2 separate regions of the Pan troglodytes genome follow, and region 2 is linked to region 1. Evidence: chromatin contacts called from public Hi-C data. All regions are on one chromosome and are shown on one strand. Each heading gives the region's core, a stretch centred on a gene start, on an enhancer-like site or on the middle of the called end of the contact. The rest is flanking DNA. Distances are from core to core; before and after follow the strand shown. Region 1 has its middle 23 kb from the start of MANBAL. Region 2 overlaps SRC (SRC proto-oncogene, non-receptor tyrosine kinase).

Region 1 (6,934 bases), core at 4,126-6,625:
AAAACCTTGGGAGAGTTGTTGTGTTTCCAGATTTCTCTGGCCTATAGCTAAGAAATCCTCAGGAATGACATAAAAGCACAGGAGGCAGAAGCTCTGGTTTCCCAGGCGGCCGTCGTGGAGGTGTGGAAAGAGCTCCAAGCCTCGAGTCTAGGGACCTGCTGCCTCTCCCAAGCCTGTCAATCACGACCTCTGTGACCCTTAGGAAGTTACTTCTACCTGGCCGGGTGCAGTGGCTCACACCTGTAATCCCAGCACTTTGGGAGGCTGAGGCGGGTGGATCATGAGGTCAGGGGTTCGAGACCAGCCTGACCAACATGGTGAAACCCCGTCTCTACTAAAAATACAAAAATTAGCTGGGTGTGGTAGTGGGCACCTGTAATACCAGCTACTCAGGAGGCTGAGGCAGGAGAATTGCTTGAACCCGGGAGGTGGAGGTTGCAGTGAGCCGAGATCGTGCCACTGCACTCCAGCCTGGGTGACAGAGCGAGACTCTGTCTCAAAAAAAGAAAAAAAACTTCTACCCTCCGGGCCTCAGTTTCTACCTGGAAACTTGAGAGTTGACATAGAACAGCAACTTTCAAACTATTTTTTTGAGAGGGATCCTATCTTTGCCACCCAGGTTGGAGTGCAGTGGCATAATCTCGACTCACTGCAACCTCCACCTCCCGGGTTCAAATGATTCTCCTGCCTTAGCCTCCAGAGTAGCTGGGATTACAGGTGCGTACCACCACGCCTGGCTAAGTTTTGTATTTTAGTAGAGATGGGATTTCACCATGTTGGCCAGGCTGGTCTCAAACTTCTGACCTCAGGTGATCCACGTGCCTCTGCCTCCCAAAGCACTGGGATGACAGGTGTGAGCCACCACACCCAGCCCAAACATTTTTTAAAAAGTAGCAAAACTCTTTCTTTGGAAACCTACAGAGACAGGTTTTTAATATGGGGCTACTCTGGTTGAAGAGGGGGAAGTGGAGACCCCCTTGCCTATCCCTGAGGTACCTCAATGGGTCACAATTACAAGCCAGTAATTTCCAAGAGTCCCCTTAGCAACACTATTTTGTGGTTCTCCTTCTTAGCCTGCACTGAGCCATGTTCTTGGCATCTAGCAAATATGAGATGTTTCTCATAGAAGCAAGGCTTGAGTGGTATGTCACCTTGCTGGCCAGGATACGAAGTGGTCAGGCCAGGCCAGATCCCCAAGGATTAAGAATGGGCTGATAGCGGCCAGGTGCGGTGGCTCATGCCTGTAACCCCAGCACTTTGGGAGGCCGAGGCAGGCGGACTGCCTGAGCTCAGGAGTTCGTGACCACTCTGGGCAACATGGTGAAACCCCATCTCTACTAAAATACAAAAAAATTAGCTGGGTGTAGTGGCGTGTGCCTGTAATCCCAGCTACTGGGGAGGCTGAGGCACAAGAATAGCTTAAGCCCCAGAGGCAGAGGTTGGTGTGAGCTGAGATGGCGCCGCTGCACTTCAGCTTGAACGACAGAGTGAGACTCTGTCTCAAAAAAATAAATAAATAAAAGGCAGGGCGTGGTGGTTCACGTCTGTAATCCCAGCACCTTGGGAGGCTGAGGCGGGCGGCTCACCAGGTCAGGAGATCGAGATCATTCTGACTAACATGGTGAAATCCCGTCTCTATTAAAAATACAAAAAATTAGCCGGGCGTGGTGGTGGGTGCCTGTGGTCCCAGCTACTCAGGAGGCTGAGGCAGAAGAATGGCGTGAACCCAGGAGGCGGAGCTTGCAGTGAACCAAGATGGTGCCACTGCACTCCAGCCTGGGTGACAGAGTGAGACTCCATCTCAAAAAAATAAATAAAATAAATAAATAATTAAAAATAAAAATAAATGGGTTGATAGCTTTAAATTAATTATTATTATTATTTTATTTACTTAATTTTTTGGAGACAGGGTCTCGCTCAGGCTAGAGTGTAGTGGTGAGATCTCAGCTCACTGCAGCCTTGACCTCCTGGGCTCAAGCAGTCCCCAACCTCAGCCTCCTGAGTAGCTGGGACTGCAGTTGCACGCCACCATGCCCAGCTAATTTTGTTTATTTTTAGTAGAGATGAGATCTCACTATGTTGTCCTGGCCAAAACTTAAATATTATTTAAAAAAAAAAAAGCGCAGGTCACAGCAGCAGGGAGCAGACGAAGCAGTTGGGAGCCCCAGGGCTATGGGCTCTCGCACAGTCAGGAAGTGTGGGGTGATTCCTGGAAATGCAAAGTGGGGACCATGCAGAGCTGGGCACCCAGAGTGGACGCTGGGCCAGGGCACAGATGCAGGTTACACGGAGTTGGCCGGAGAAGCCATGGGACTCAGAATCCAGCCTCGGTTGAAACTCTGTGCCAGGCATTGTGCTACAGACTTCACGCCCTATCTCAGTTTTCTTATTTGTAAAATGGGAGTGATAGAGCTCAACTTATGAGGCTCTCGGGTGAGAATTATTGTGACATTGCATAAAGGGCAGACCTGGCATAGGGCAGAGCTCACAATTTAGCTTTGATAATTGCTGTTCTTGTCATTGCGGTAAATGAGGAAACAGGCATGGAAGGTTACGTGCTCAGCCACAGCCACAGAGCTAGTCAGTAGCTGGAAGAGCTATGACTCAAACATGTTTTCTGACTTCCTTGCAGCCCCAGCTACTTGGGAGGCTGAGGCAGGAGGATCACTTGAGCCCAGGAGTTGGAGGCTGCAGTGAGCTATGTTCGTGCCTCCGTACTCCAGCCTGGGCGATGGAGTGACACCTTGTCTCTATTGAAAAAAAAAGGAAAAAAAGTTTTCTGATTTCCAATTTGTTTGCCCCACACTAAGGCCCTTCCTGGGCCTACCAGTTCTAATTTTTTTTTTTTTTTTTTTTTTTAAAGAACTTCAACAGTTTGGCCGGGCGTGGTGGCTTACACCTGTAATCTCAGCACTTTGGGAGGCCGAGGCAGGCGGATTGCCTGAGGTCAGGAGTTCGAGACCAATCTGGCCAACATGGTGAGACCCTGTCTCTACTAAAAATACAAAAAAATTAGGCGGGCGTGGTGGCATGCGCCTGTAATCCCAGCTACTCGGGAGGCTGAGGCAGGGGAATTGCTTGAACCAGGGAGGTGGAGGTTGCAGGGAGCCAAGATCGCGCCACTGTGCTCCATCTTGGGCAACAGAGGGAGACTCCATCTAAAAAACAAACAAAAAAGAGTTCACATATCATAAAGCTCACTGGTTTTAAGTCTATGGCTCCATGAGCTTTCATACATTTATACGGTGGTGCCACCATTGCCACAATCCTGTTTTGGAATGCTTCTGTCCCTCCAAAAATTCCCTCTAGCCCATTTGCTCTCAGTCTCCACTCTTGCCCCCTGCCCTAGGCAACCCCTAATCTGCTGTCTTACAGTTTTTCCTTGGTAGGAAATTCCTATAAATGGAATCTTTTATATGATGAGTAAATCATAATAAATCAAATAAAATACGCACTTTTTGGTGTCAGGCTTCTTTCACTCAGCATAATGTTTGACCTTCATCCATGTTGATCCAGGTATTAATAGTTTGTTCCTTTTTATTCCATTGTATGGATGTATGACTGTTTGTTTACCCATTCACCTTGATGGACATTTGGGTTGATTCCAATTTGGGGCTACTATGAATTATGCTGCTACGAACTTTTTTTTTTTGAGACAGGGTCTTGCTGTCACATAGGCTGGAGTGCAGTGGCACAATCTCAGCTCGCTGCAGCCTTGACTTCCTGTGCTCAAGTGATCCTCCCACCTCAGCCTCCTGAGTAGCTGGGACCACAGGTGTGATCCGCTGCGCCCAGCTAATTAAAAAAAATTTTTTTGTAGCAATGGGGTCTCTCTATATTGCCCAGGGTCTCTCTCTATCAAACTCTTGGGTTCAAGTGATCCTCCCACCTCGGCCTCCCAAAGTGTTGAGATTACAGGTGTGAGTCACCCTGCCTGAACTGCTATGAATATTTCAGTAGGAGACCTTGTGTGAACATGTTTTCATTAATCTTGGGTGGGTACCTAGGAGGGGAATCACTGGGTCATATAATGAGGGTTTAGCTTTTTAAGAAACTGCCAGTCTTTTCCACAATGGCTGTACCATTGACTTTCCCCCCAGCAGCGATGGGGGTCTGCCCCCGAATTTCTTAAATGAGCATTTATTTCCTCATCCCACAAACCCCTCTTAAGCAACTAATTAGGCCCACGTAGAGCTTGCTGGATTAGCTGTCCATCTCCGAGGTGCTTGGTCCCTTTTCTGCAGTTAGGGGAGTGGGGTGGCTCTCTCCCCTCTGCATAGCATCTTCTGGGTGCTATGAGGAACGCAGAGTGTTTGGACACAGTGCTTGTCTTCAAAGAGCTACAGGAGGAAGCTGAATCATTACCCTGGGCAGGTAGATCCAGAGAGGGATACAGTATCAGTATAAATGCAGAGAGGGACACAGTATCAGTGTAAATGTTCCAAGAATCGAGAGAAGGGAGAAGTCATGTAAACCCAGGAGTTCATCGTCAGACAGGAGTAGGGAGAAGCTTAAAATGGGAGCACAGGTTTAGGGGGCAAATGGGTTTGGATTTGAAACCAACTCTGCCATTTGCCCCATGTGAGATTCTAGGCAAGGTCAATCCCTTAATCGCTCTGAGCCTCAGTTACTACATCTGTACAATGGAGGTGATAAGAACTACCACTCCAGGTTGTTGTGAGAACCAGAAATATGCTTGGCCGGATGCGGTGGCTCACACCTGTAATCCCAACACTGGGAGGCAGAGGCAGGCAGGTTGCTTGAGCCCAGGAGTTCGAGACCAGCTTGGGCAACACAGTGAGACCCCCGTCTCCACAAAAAGAAAGAAAGAAAAAGAAATATGCATGTTGGTGTCTGATATGTAAGTGTCTTGGCAAATGGTAGCAGTTATTGTAGTTTTTCAGAGCTGAGCTCTGAAAAAACGGGCAGCTTGGTGGCAGCCTGGTGGCGGGGAGGGCTGGGAGCCATCTTGGTGACAGGCTTTATTTGCAGTAAATTCTCAAACCCACTGAGAAAGAGCATAGTGGGGCGGGGGGTGGGGGAGGATGGGGAGCCAGAAAGAACCCGGAGAATGAAAACCCAGCCCCTTCCACCGATTCCCACCACCGCCTTGTCCTTGTCCTCCGAGTGATGATGAGAATGCCTCGGTGGCCGCCCAGCTCACTTTCCCAGGACGTGTTTTAACCCAGCGTTAATTAGTGATTGTGGCTGCATCTAGGGCTGGGGGCTTGAGCTGAAGAAAGAAAGTACCCCAGAGAAAGGCAGATTTTAAAAGGCCCCAAAAGTCTGGGGCAGTGAGGCTCTGTGGAGAGGGAGACAAGCCGTGCATTTGTGTTGCAAATTTCCAGTGTGTGCAAGCCAGCCATTCAATGAGGGCGATGCTACTGGCAGCCGGCATGGGGGTGGGGAGGGAAAGGAAGTCCACAAAGGGGGCCTGTCTGAGGACCTCAGACCCTGCTTTGTAAAAGCTGCTTTCATCCCCCTCCGTGGTTGATGGCAGTGTTCCCAGTCCAAGGCCACTGTGCAAGGATCCAGAGGCCTGGACCCCAGACTCCCAGATTCTCTTGACCCTCCCCACTTGCCCTTCTAGGCCTGTTTTTGTGGCATCAGCAGCAGCAGGTGTCTGAGTGCTCCCGGGTACTGTGTCAGAGGAGACCAGGTTTAAGTGGTGTGGGCTTGCTAGGTGGCTTCAGGCAAAGTCACTTAACCTCCCTGAGTGTCAGTTTCCTCTTCTGTAAAATGGAGATGATGTGGTCCTTTCCCCTGCTTCACAGGGTCCTACCCAAACAGAAGGGCCTGTGATTGGATGGCAGCTCAGAGCTTCATTTCTTTCTCAAAAAGTCTGCATCTGGGAAAGTCATTAGAAGAGCTCGTTTAATGAAGAGATGAGGTTGATTGTACTTAGCAAATCAATGAAGCAACTCTGGGTTCCTTGGAAATGTTACTCCCACGAGTATTTTAATTTTTTTTTCTTTTGAGATGGAGTTTAGCTCTTGTTGCCCAGGCTGGAGTGCAATGGCATGATCTCAGCTCACAGCAACCTCCACCTCCCGAGTTCAAGCGATTCTCTTGCCTCAGCCTCCCCAGTAGCTGGGATTGCAGGCATGCACCACCATGCCAGACTAATTTTGTGTTTTTAGTAGAGATGGGATTTCACCATGTTGGCCAGGCTGGTCTCGAACTCCCAACCTCAGGTGATCCACCCACCCTCCCAAAGTGCTGGGATTACAGGCATGAGCCACCGCACCCGGCACTAATTTTTTTTTTTTTTAAGACAGTCTCGTTCTGTCACCCAGGCTGGAGTGCAGTGGCGTGATCTCTGCCCACTGTAACCTCCGCCTTCCAGGTTCAAGCAATTATCCTGCCTCAGCCTCCCAAGTAGCTGAGACTATGGGCACAAGCCACCATGTCCAGCTAATTTTTGTATTTTTAGTAGAGACAGGGTTTCACCATGTTGGCCAGGCTGGTCTTGAACTCCTGACCTCAAGTGATTTGCCTGCCTTGGCCTCCCAAAGCGCTGGGATTACAGGCGTGAGCCACTGCACCTGGCCCGTGAGTATTTTAAACATTCACCTTGCTTGGAATCTTTGGGCCTGCCACAAGTCAATTAGGCACACTAACCAGGTTGTTTTTTGAGTTGGTAGATTTGGTGCAGGTGCCAAGCCTGCTGCATAGGAGGCTGTCCCCAGCTGATCCTCGGGTAACCTTTCCCTGGTGAAGATATGACCATACTTCAAAAGCCCCCTTGGAGGCCATCTCTTCAAGAAGCATCCTCCCTCCCAGGCCTTGCCTGTGGTTGAGTGATTTTATAATTTTATATGCAGAAAATTGTCTCCTTTCCTGAGACCCTTGGGATGCCTGGGACCAAATCTTTGAGCCCTCTAAAGCTTTCTAATCAAAGTGTGGTCCATAGACCAGCAGTATTGACAGCACC
Region 2 (7,361 bases), core at 2,163-4,662, 120 kb after region 1:
AGTGACAGGGAGCTCACTCCTCAACATTTATTTTATTCTAAAGAAAATTCAGGCTCTTAGATAGTTCTTCCTCCATAAAATTTTTTTTTTTTAATTTTTACTTCCTCTTAAAGTCTCATAAACAAGTCCCCTGCTTTGGGGTCCTGAGGCAGGACCTGGCTAATTCGTCTCTATGTCCCCCTATAGTGAGGAGCACAGGGCCTGCTAGTAGGTACTATAAATGCTGCACCAGGAAGCAAGTGGCTAGGGGGCGGGCTGGTTGGGCCCCCATCAAGCCTTGGGCTGCAGGTAACCAGGTCAGCAGTTCTTGTGGGACACCAGCTGGGTGAGTGCTGATGGGTATCGTGACCTCAATGGAATAGGTTGCCATAGAAACTGACTTTGGACCTGTCCCCAGGTCCATTGACTTGTCCCTCAGGAGACCATGGTAATCCCTTGAGCTCTTCAGCAGGTCTCCCCAGGGCCTCCCCAACCCCACATTCTCTGAGCTGGGTGGTCCCCAGGGAGCATGCAAACCATACCCCCATTGTGCAGCTGGGTAGCCTGAGGCCCCAGGGGCACAGGGGACAGGCTGAAATTCACACAGGCAGGGGGCGTCTCATAGCTGGGCTGGGCGCTCAGGGCAAACAGCCTTGCCCGAGGACCCAGCCAGTCAGGGGGCCTTTTCCCCACTCATGGGTTCTCAGAGGAAATTCTGGACCGATTCCCAGGCCTTCTGCCTCCCCAAAGAATAATCGGAACCTGCCTCCCTGGTGTGTCCAGAATTACACAATATCAATAACGGCTGAGGTGCAGGGTGACCTGTGATGCCCCTAGCACCCTACAGTGTCTTGTGCATTTATCACAATGACCCCATCGTTACAGGTGAGGAAACGGCACAGAGAGAAGTTAAGTCACATGCCTAAGGTCACACAGCTATTTAGGGGTAGAGCCAGGATCTGGATGTGGAGAGCCCAGCTCCAGAGCCCACTCTCACCACCATGCCATACCCTGTCTCGCTCTTGCTTTGAGAGGGTTGAAAAGACTTTGGGAGGGTTGAAGGATATTTCAGGTCTAGGAGGCTCTTAGCACGGGCCTGCTAGAGCCATAGCCTGATGAACAGTGATCAGAGAGTGGGCGCCATTATGATTTCTCTTTCTAATGACATCCTCAAAACAGTGCTGAGATGTCTGCTTTATCCCTGCTTTGCAGATGAGGACGCTGAGGCCCAGAGAGGGAAAGCCACTTGCCTAGGGACACACAGCGGGGAGAGGTGGAGCAGGGCCTCTATTTCGAGACCCCTGACTCCACACCTGGTGTTTGTGCCAAGACCCCAGGCTGCCTCCCAGGTCCTCTGGGACAGCCCCTGCCTTCTACCAGGTGAGATGATGGCCCTATCAGGGCTCAAGATGGGTGGGGAGATCCCAGCCAATCTGGGTGGGAGCTGGGACCAGCCAGGGCCTGCGGATGGGGAAATGGGAGGCAGAGGGTGGTGGCAGGACTGTGGGCGTCAGGGGGAGTTTTCAACTTGGTCTACTCTGTGTTTCCGTCTCTCTGGACCTCCCAGGTTTCTGGCTCTGAAGTCCCTTAGCTCTTAAATAGTCATTCATTCGTTCAGCTGTTTACTGAGCACCTACTGTGTGCCACACCCCATGTTAGGCACTGGGAGCACAGCAGTGAACAAGATGAACAAAAGCCCATGACAGTAGTCACATAACCACATGAATTCAAACAACAAAAACAAAACAGGACCACATGTTATCAAAGACAGACAGAAGTCAGGGGGATCCAGTGAAAGGATTTGGGGAACACTTCCCAAGGAGGGGACTTTTGAGTTGAGAACGGAAGGAGGCACCAGTCACCCTGGTGAAGTGGCCAGGGAACAGCATTTGGGCAGTGGGAATGGTATGTGTGAAGGCCCTGTGGCTGGAGTGAGCTCCCAGCCATCTCTGCTTCAAACCTCCTGCTGTATGGCCTTGGCTGCCACTTTTAGCACCTTTCCCCAGCGTTAGGCAATTCCCGTCAGCCACGTATTCATTCAACAAACCCTCAATGAGCCCCCTCCATGTGCTAGGTGCCCGGGACATAGGCGTGGCTCAGATACTGTCCCTGCCAGGAGGGAGGGAAACAGTGACTCAGGGGGAGGTGGGTGGGTAAGGTCAGGGCTTCTGATTATGAGGCATTTCTTCCGTTCCTGGCGCTGGACCGAGGAAGCCCTTTACGGATGGATGCCATCCTTACGTTCATTTTACAGATGAAGACATCGAGGTTTTGAGAGGCTAACTCTCCCAAAAAGGCTGGTGCCCCTGTCCCCCATTTTTTTCTTTTTCTTTTCTTTTCTTTTTTTTTTTTTAAAAAGAGTATTCCTCTGACGCCCAGGCTGGAGTGCAGTGGCAGGATCTGAGCTCACTGCAGCCTCTGCCTCCCCTGTTCAAGCGATTCTCCTGCCTCACCCTCCGGAGTAGCTGGGACTACAGGCGCGTGCCACCATGCCCGGCTAATTTTTTTTTCAAGTAGAGCCCGGGTTTCCGCGTGTTGGCCAGGCAGGTCTCGAACTCCTGACCTCAAGTGATCCGCCGGCCTCGGCCTCCCAAAGTGCTGGGATTACAGCCGTGAGCCACCGCGCCCGGCCCTGCTGCCTCTCTTTGGGCCTCGTTTTCCCTATCTGTGGAATGGGTGGGAGGGAGGCCGGCCAAGGGGCCCCGGCAGCCCTGCCAGTTCCAGTGTCTTCTCTCTCTCCTGCCAGGACCATGGGTAGCAACAAGAGCAAGCCCAAGGATGCCAGCCAGCGGCGCCGCAGCCTGGAGCCCGCCGAGAACGTGCACGGCGCTGGCGGGGGCGCTTTCCCCGCCTCGCAGACCCCCAGCAAGCCAGCCTCGGCCGACGGCCACCGCGGCCCCAGCGCGGCCTTCGCCCCCGCGGCCGCCGAGCCCAAGCTGTTCGGAGGCTTCAACTCCTCGGACACCGTCACCTCCCCGCAGAGGGCGGGCCCGCTGGCCGGTCAGTGCGCGGGCGGCGCGGGGTCCTCGTCCACCTGGGGCCACGGCGGGGAGGCGGCGGGGCTGTGTGCCCGGGGTCGCCCCCTCTGCGCAGGCCCTTCCTCTCGCCAGGGGTAGCGCCCCTGGGTGACTTGGGTGTGCGGGGCGGGGGGGGGGGGGGGGGGGCGTACACACTGTGAAGCATCCACGCCGCCGCCGCTGGCTTTGGGGTGGAGCAGGCGCAGAGGACGCGGGGTGTGGTGATGGGGTCCTAGTGGGACGCTGAGGCCCAGAGAGAGGGGCGGCGCGGGGACCGGGCCTGCTGCTGCCTGGCGCCCAGTCCTTTTTCGTTGCCTGGGTCCGCCCAGAGATGAGTCGGGACGCGCGGCCCACGTGCGGCGGAGGGGCAGCTGGGTCGCGCGGGGAACGGGGCACCGGACGGCCCCGGCTGGGCCCGCGCCAGGATGCGCCCCTGCGCCCTCTGCTGGCGCTCTGCGGTCACCGCAGCCCCGGAGAGGGCCGTTTTGGAGAGCCGCGGCGGTGCCCCAGACATTCCACGCAGACTTCACTCCTTCACTCAGACCCGTTCACTCTCCCCACAGGCACACGCTGGGCCACACACACGGCTACACCCCCGCCAGGGACACGCACACATGCGGGGTGGAGGCAGGGTCACAGACACCCGCAGACACATCCCCATCGCAGATGTACCCAGATACAAACTCACATGCACAGGTGACCTCACACTTGTAGCTGAAGACACACGCACATGCCGTCAGAAGCGCATTCAGAGACACACACAAGACACAGACACACGCTCAGCTGGAAATCACAATCTCACCATCGTGGCCGCCCAGGAGACAGATACACACAGGTGCATCGAGAACATGAGAACACTCAGAGACACGCGGACAGGCATGGACCCTTCAGACGCAGACGCACGCCCAAGCGAGAGAAACAGACCCACAGACACACCATTCATTTGTTCAATAAGTATATGTGGAGCTCCTACTACAGGCCAGGGCTCCTCTGCTGCCCGGGCCCCAGCGGTGCAGACAGAACCCACCTGGGGGAAGGAAGCAAAGGGCAGCTCGTGGAGGGTGTTAGAAGGGGCGCTGCTGCGAAGGCGCAAAACAGGCAGGGAGGGAGGGCTGGGGGATGTGAGGAGGTGGAGGCTGTAGCTTAAAATGGTGGAAGGGGGTACGGGGGCCTTTTTGAGGGGGCAGTTACTTGGAGCCAAATCTTCCTGGACACCAGGAGTGCCCAGAGTGACACACTTTATAGAGAGAGAGCGAGCCTCCTGGGGCAGTGTTCTTCATTCACCGCTTCGTTCAGCCTATAGCTCTTTCTTGAGCACCTACTATGTGCCTGGGTCTGGAAACAAAACAAAGATGCTTGTTATTGGCGACTTCTGCTCCTAGAGCAAGACAGGCACCAAACAGATAAGCCAGCACCCAGCACTGCCCAAAGCCCCGGGGACGGACGCGGACAGGAAGGGATGCTCCCGCTCCCACACGCCCTTGCAGGGACGCGCAGATACACGGATGCAGTGGACACGTGCACAGGCCCATCTTCACTGAACCTGACTGTGTCTTTGGGCTGAGCACTTGTGTGTGGGAGACAAATCCACTCCTCCTGGGTACAGGGCCATCCTGCCCATGCCTTCCCTGGCTGTGGCCCCACTGTTCTGACACACCCCACCCCTCTCTGCAGGTGGAGTGACCACCTTTGTGGCCCTCTATGACTATGAGTCTAGGACGGAGACAGACCTGTCCTTCAAGAAAGGCGAGCGGCTCCAGATTGTCAACAACACGTGAGTGCCCCCTTCCCTATTGCCCCTCAGGGCTGGGTGGTGGGACTTCAAAGCGGGCAGGGGCTCATGCAGGATCTGGCATCAGGGCAGCACAGTGCAGAGCCGAGGGCAGTGCGAAGCCCAGGGCAGTGTGGAGGCAGGCGCCTGCTGCACTCTCGCCCTGGGCAGCACCTGCTGTTGCTCCCCCAGCCATGGGGAACTCCTCCCAATCCCTGGCTCTCGCTTGCTCCCTCCAGCCCTCTCTCAGCTTCTCCCTCTCTCTGCTTCTCTCTCGCTGGCCCTTAGGAGGAAGGTGGATGTCAGGTGTGTACATGCTCCGTGGGCGGCGGGCTGGGTGGGGTGCTTCGCGGGGGGTGGGGGCTGCTGTCTGCATGTGCTTCCACTCCCTGCCTGTGATCTCTGGCTCTCTTGGCTGCTCCCCACCTCCCAGCTTCTCCTCTCCCCCCTCCACCAATTTGATTAGGTCCTGGACCTTAACGCAGGCTGCGATCAGGGGCCCTTCCATTGCACTCTCCTGCACACCTTCTCCCCATCCACCTTCCTACTCACTCACCCTCCCATTCTGCCCCGTCAGCCCACCCAAGTATCTGCTGCATGCAGGACCCAGTGCTGTGATGGGGATAGCCTGGGTGGAGAAGGCCTTGGCCACGTCCCCCTGGAGCCAGCATGTGGCCAGGGAGACAGCACATGGCCCCAGCCCAGGCCAAGAGTCAGGCAGTGGGCGAGCCCAGAGTCGGCTCCTGGAGCCCCTGCTGTGGACCTGCCTCCGGTGATGACCACAGGGACTGAGAGGGTCAAGGGCCTCGAAGGAAAGCCAGTGAAGTTATCTGGCAGGTGGAGGTGGTGGAAGGGCAGCTTGCGGGAGGGTGCCGGACTGGAGGGGGCTGACGCCTTCACGGGTGTGGAAGGCAGGAAGGTTCTAGAAGGCAGAGGAGAATCGATCCCTGGGTGCCCTCGAAGGCCTGGCTAAGGAAGTTGGGGGTTTCCACTGCCCCGAGCGTGTCTGGCTTGCTCATGCCCCACTTGCCTTGCGCATGCTCTTCCCTTTGCCTGAAATGCCCTTTCTCCAGTGTCTGCCTGGGGAACTCCTGTTCATCGCTCAAGATCAGTGCAGGACTGCCTTCTCAGAGGGGCAAAGGGGAACAGAGGTGCCAGTTGCCATGCCAGTCGTCTCCACCTGTGTCCTTGTATTGACTCCTCTCTGCATTCTAGCCAGGGCTGAAGTGATCGGGGAGGGGGCTGTCTCCATTTTGCAGATGAGGAAACTGAGGCTCAGCGATGTGAAGGCCCTTGTCCAAGGTCACACAGCTGCCAAGTAGCAAAGCCAGGATTGGAACCGAAGCAGCAACTTTCTGCCCTCCTCAACCTGCTCTTGGCGGGGGGGTGGGAGGGGGGGCTCTCCCGGCTCCGCCTCCCCCCTTGCATGGCCGAGTCCTGGTGCGAAGCTACAGTTTCCTTATTGTCACCAGCTGTTTGTGTCTGCTTCCCCCCTAAACTGGGAGCTGCTGGAGGGTGGCTCTCTGGTGCACCTCACTTCTGGGTCCCCATAGCACCTGTAACTCAGCACAGTGGCGGGTGCCCAGCAGGTGATGGTGAACAGGATGAATGAACAGCAGTGACAACGTCACCATTTCTTGTGCTCTCTGTGTGAGCTGGGCCCTGTGCTGAGTGCTTGAAGTTGCGTTATTTTATTTACGCATCACCATAGCCTCGAGAAATGGGAAGTCTTACTTGCACCATTTTACAGATGAGGAAACTGAGGCCCAAAGAGGTGAAATAACTTACCCAAGGTCACATGGCTAGTAGTGGCAGAGCTGGAAGACTAGGCTGGCCCTCCGACCCATGATCCTTTCAGGAAGGCTCAGTGGAGGTGCAGCAGAGGCCACAGGAGGGAGAGGCCCGTGCAGGGGAGGGGCGTCAGCAGGATGGCTCTGAAGTCCTGGTGGAGTCTCTACCAAGCGTCTCAGACTGGGGTGACAGCTGGGGCAGAGCTGTGGAGGCAGGAAGGGCTCGGAGAACTTTGGTTCTGCCTTTTTCACCTGGATTCAGAGAGTAGCCCCATGCTTGCCTTTTTCCAGCCCTTTCCCTCCACTCTTGTTGCCTTCCGGGGAGGGTGGGCTGGGGGAGGTTTGGCCAGGAGGCTGGGGCTGCCAGGAGGCCTGAAAGTGATGGAATCTCATTCAGGGAAGACCCTGGGGTAGCTGATTGGGAGATGGGGGTGGGTGGATTGGGAGCCCCTCCTCATGTCACAATGCTCCAATGCTCCTTCGCTTAGACGTCAGAGATGGTGGCTGAGCGCGGTGGCTCACGCCTGTAATCCCAGCACTTTGGGAGGCTGAGGCAGGAGGATCGCTTGAACCCAGAAGTTTGAGACCAGCCTGGGAAACATAGGGAGACCTGGCCTCTACAAAATATAAAAATAAATTAGCTAGGTGTGGTGGCGCATGCCAGTGGTCCCAGCTACTCAGGAGGCTGAGGCAGGAGGATCGCTGGAACCAGGAGTTGAAGGCTGCAGTGAGCCATGATCGTGCTACTGCACTCCAGCCTGGGTGACAGAGCAAGACTCTGTCTCAATAAAAAGAAGTGAAGAA

The links. Hi-C and Micro-C count contacts between places; a contact is called where the count stands out from the background.
Region 2: a Hi-C map of stem cell-derived neural progenitor cells shows a contact between it and region 1, with 5 times the contacts expected there. The contact joins two enhancer-like sites. A contact is called at or near these places in 4 of 7 Hi-C or Micro-C datasets (induced pluripotent stem cells, a lymphoblastoid cell line and stem cell-derived neural progenitor cells).

Annotation. Positions count from the first base shown.
Region 1 is chr21:43,500,921-43,507,854 of NHGRI_mPanTro3-v2.0_pri, forward strand. No RefSeq gene overlaps it. Among named protein-coding and RNA genes, the nearest start is that of MANBAL, 23 kb to the right of the region's middle. Within about 2 kb of position 5,376, at least 14 of the 24 cell types and tissues checked have an H3K27ac peak or open chromatin away from gene starts, as enhancers often do. A contact at or near this core is called in stem cell-derived neural progenitor cells, where this site is marked.
Region 2 is chr21:43,619,254-43,626,614 of NHGRI_mPanTro3-v2.0_pri, forward strand. SRC (SRC proto-oncogene, non-receptor tyrosine kinase) reads left to right here. Exons shown (of 15, transcript XM_054674765.2): 3 at 2,726-2,979; 4 at 4,671-4,770; 5 at 5,056-5,073. The coding sequence starts at 2,730. Among named protein-coding and RNA genes, the nearest start is that of SRC, 57 kb to the left of the region's middle. Within about 2 kb of position 3,413, at least 6 of the 24 cell types and tissues checked have an H3K27ac peak or open chromatin away from gene starts, as enhancers often do. A contact at or near this core is called in stem cell-derived neural progenitor cells, where this site is marked.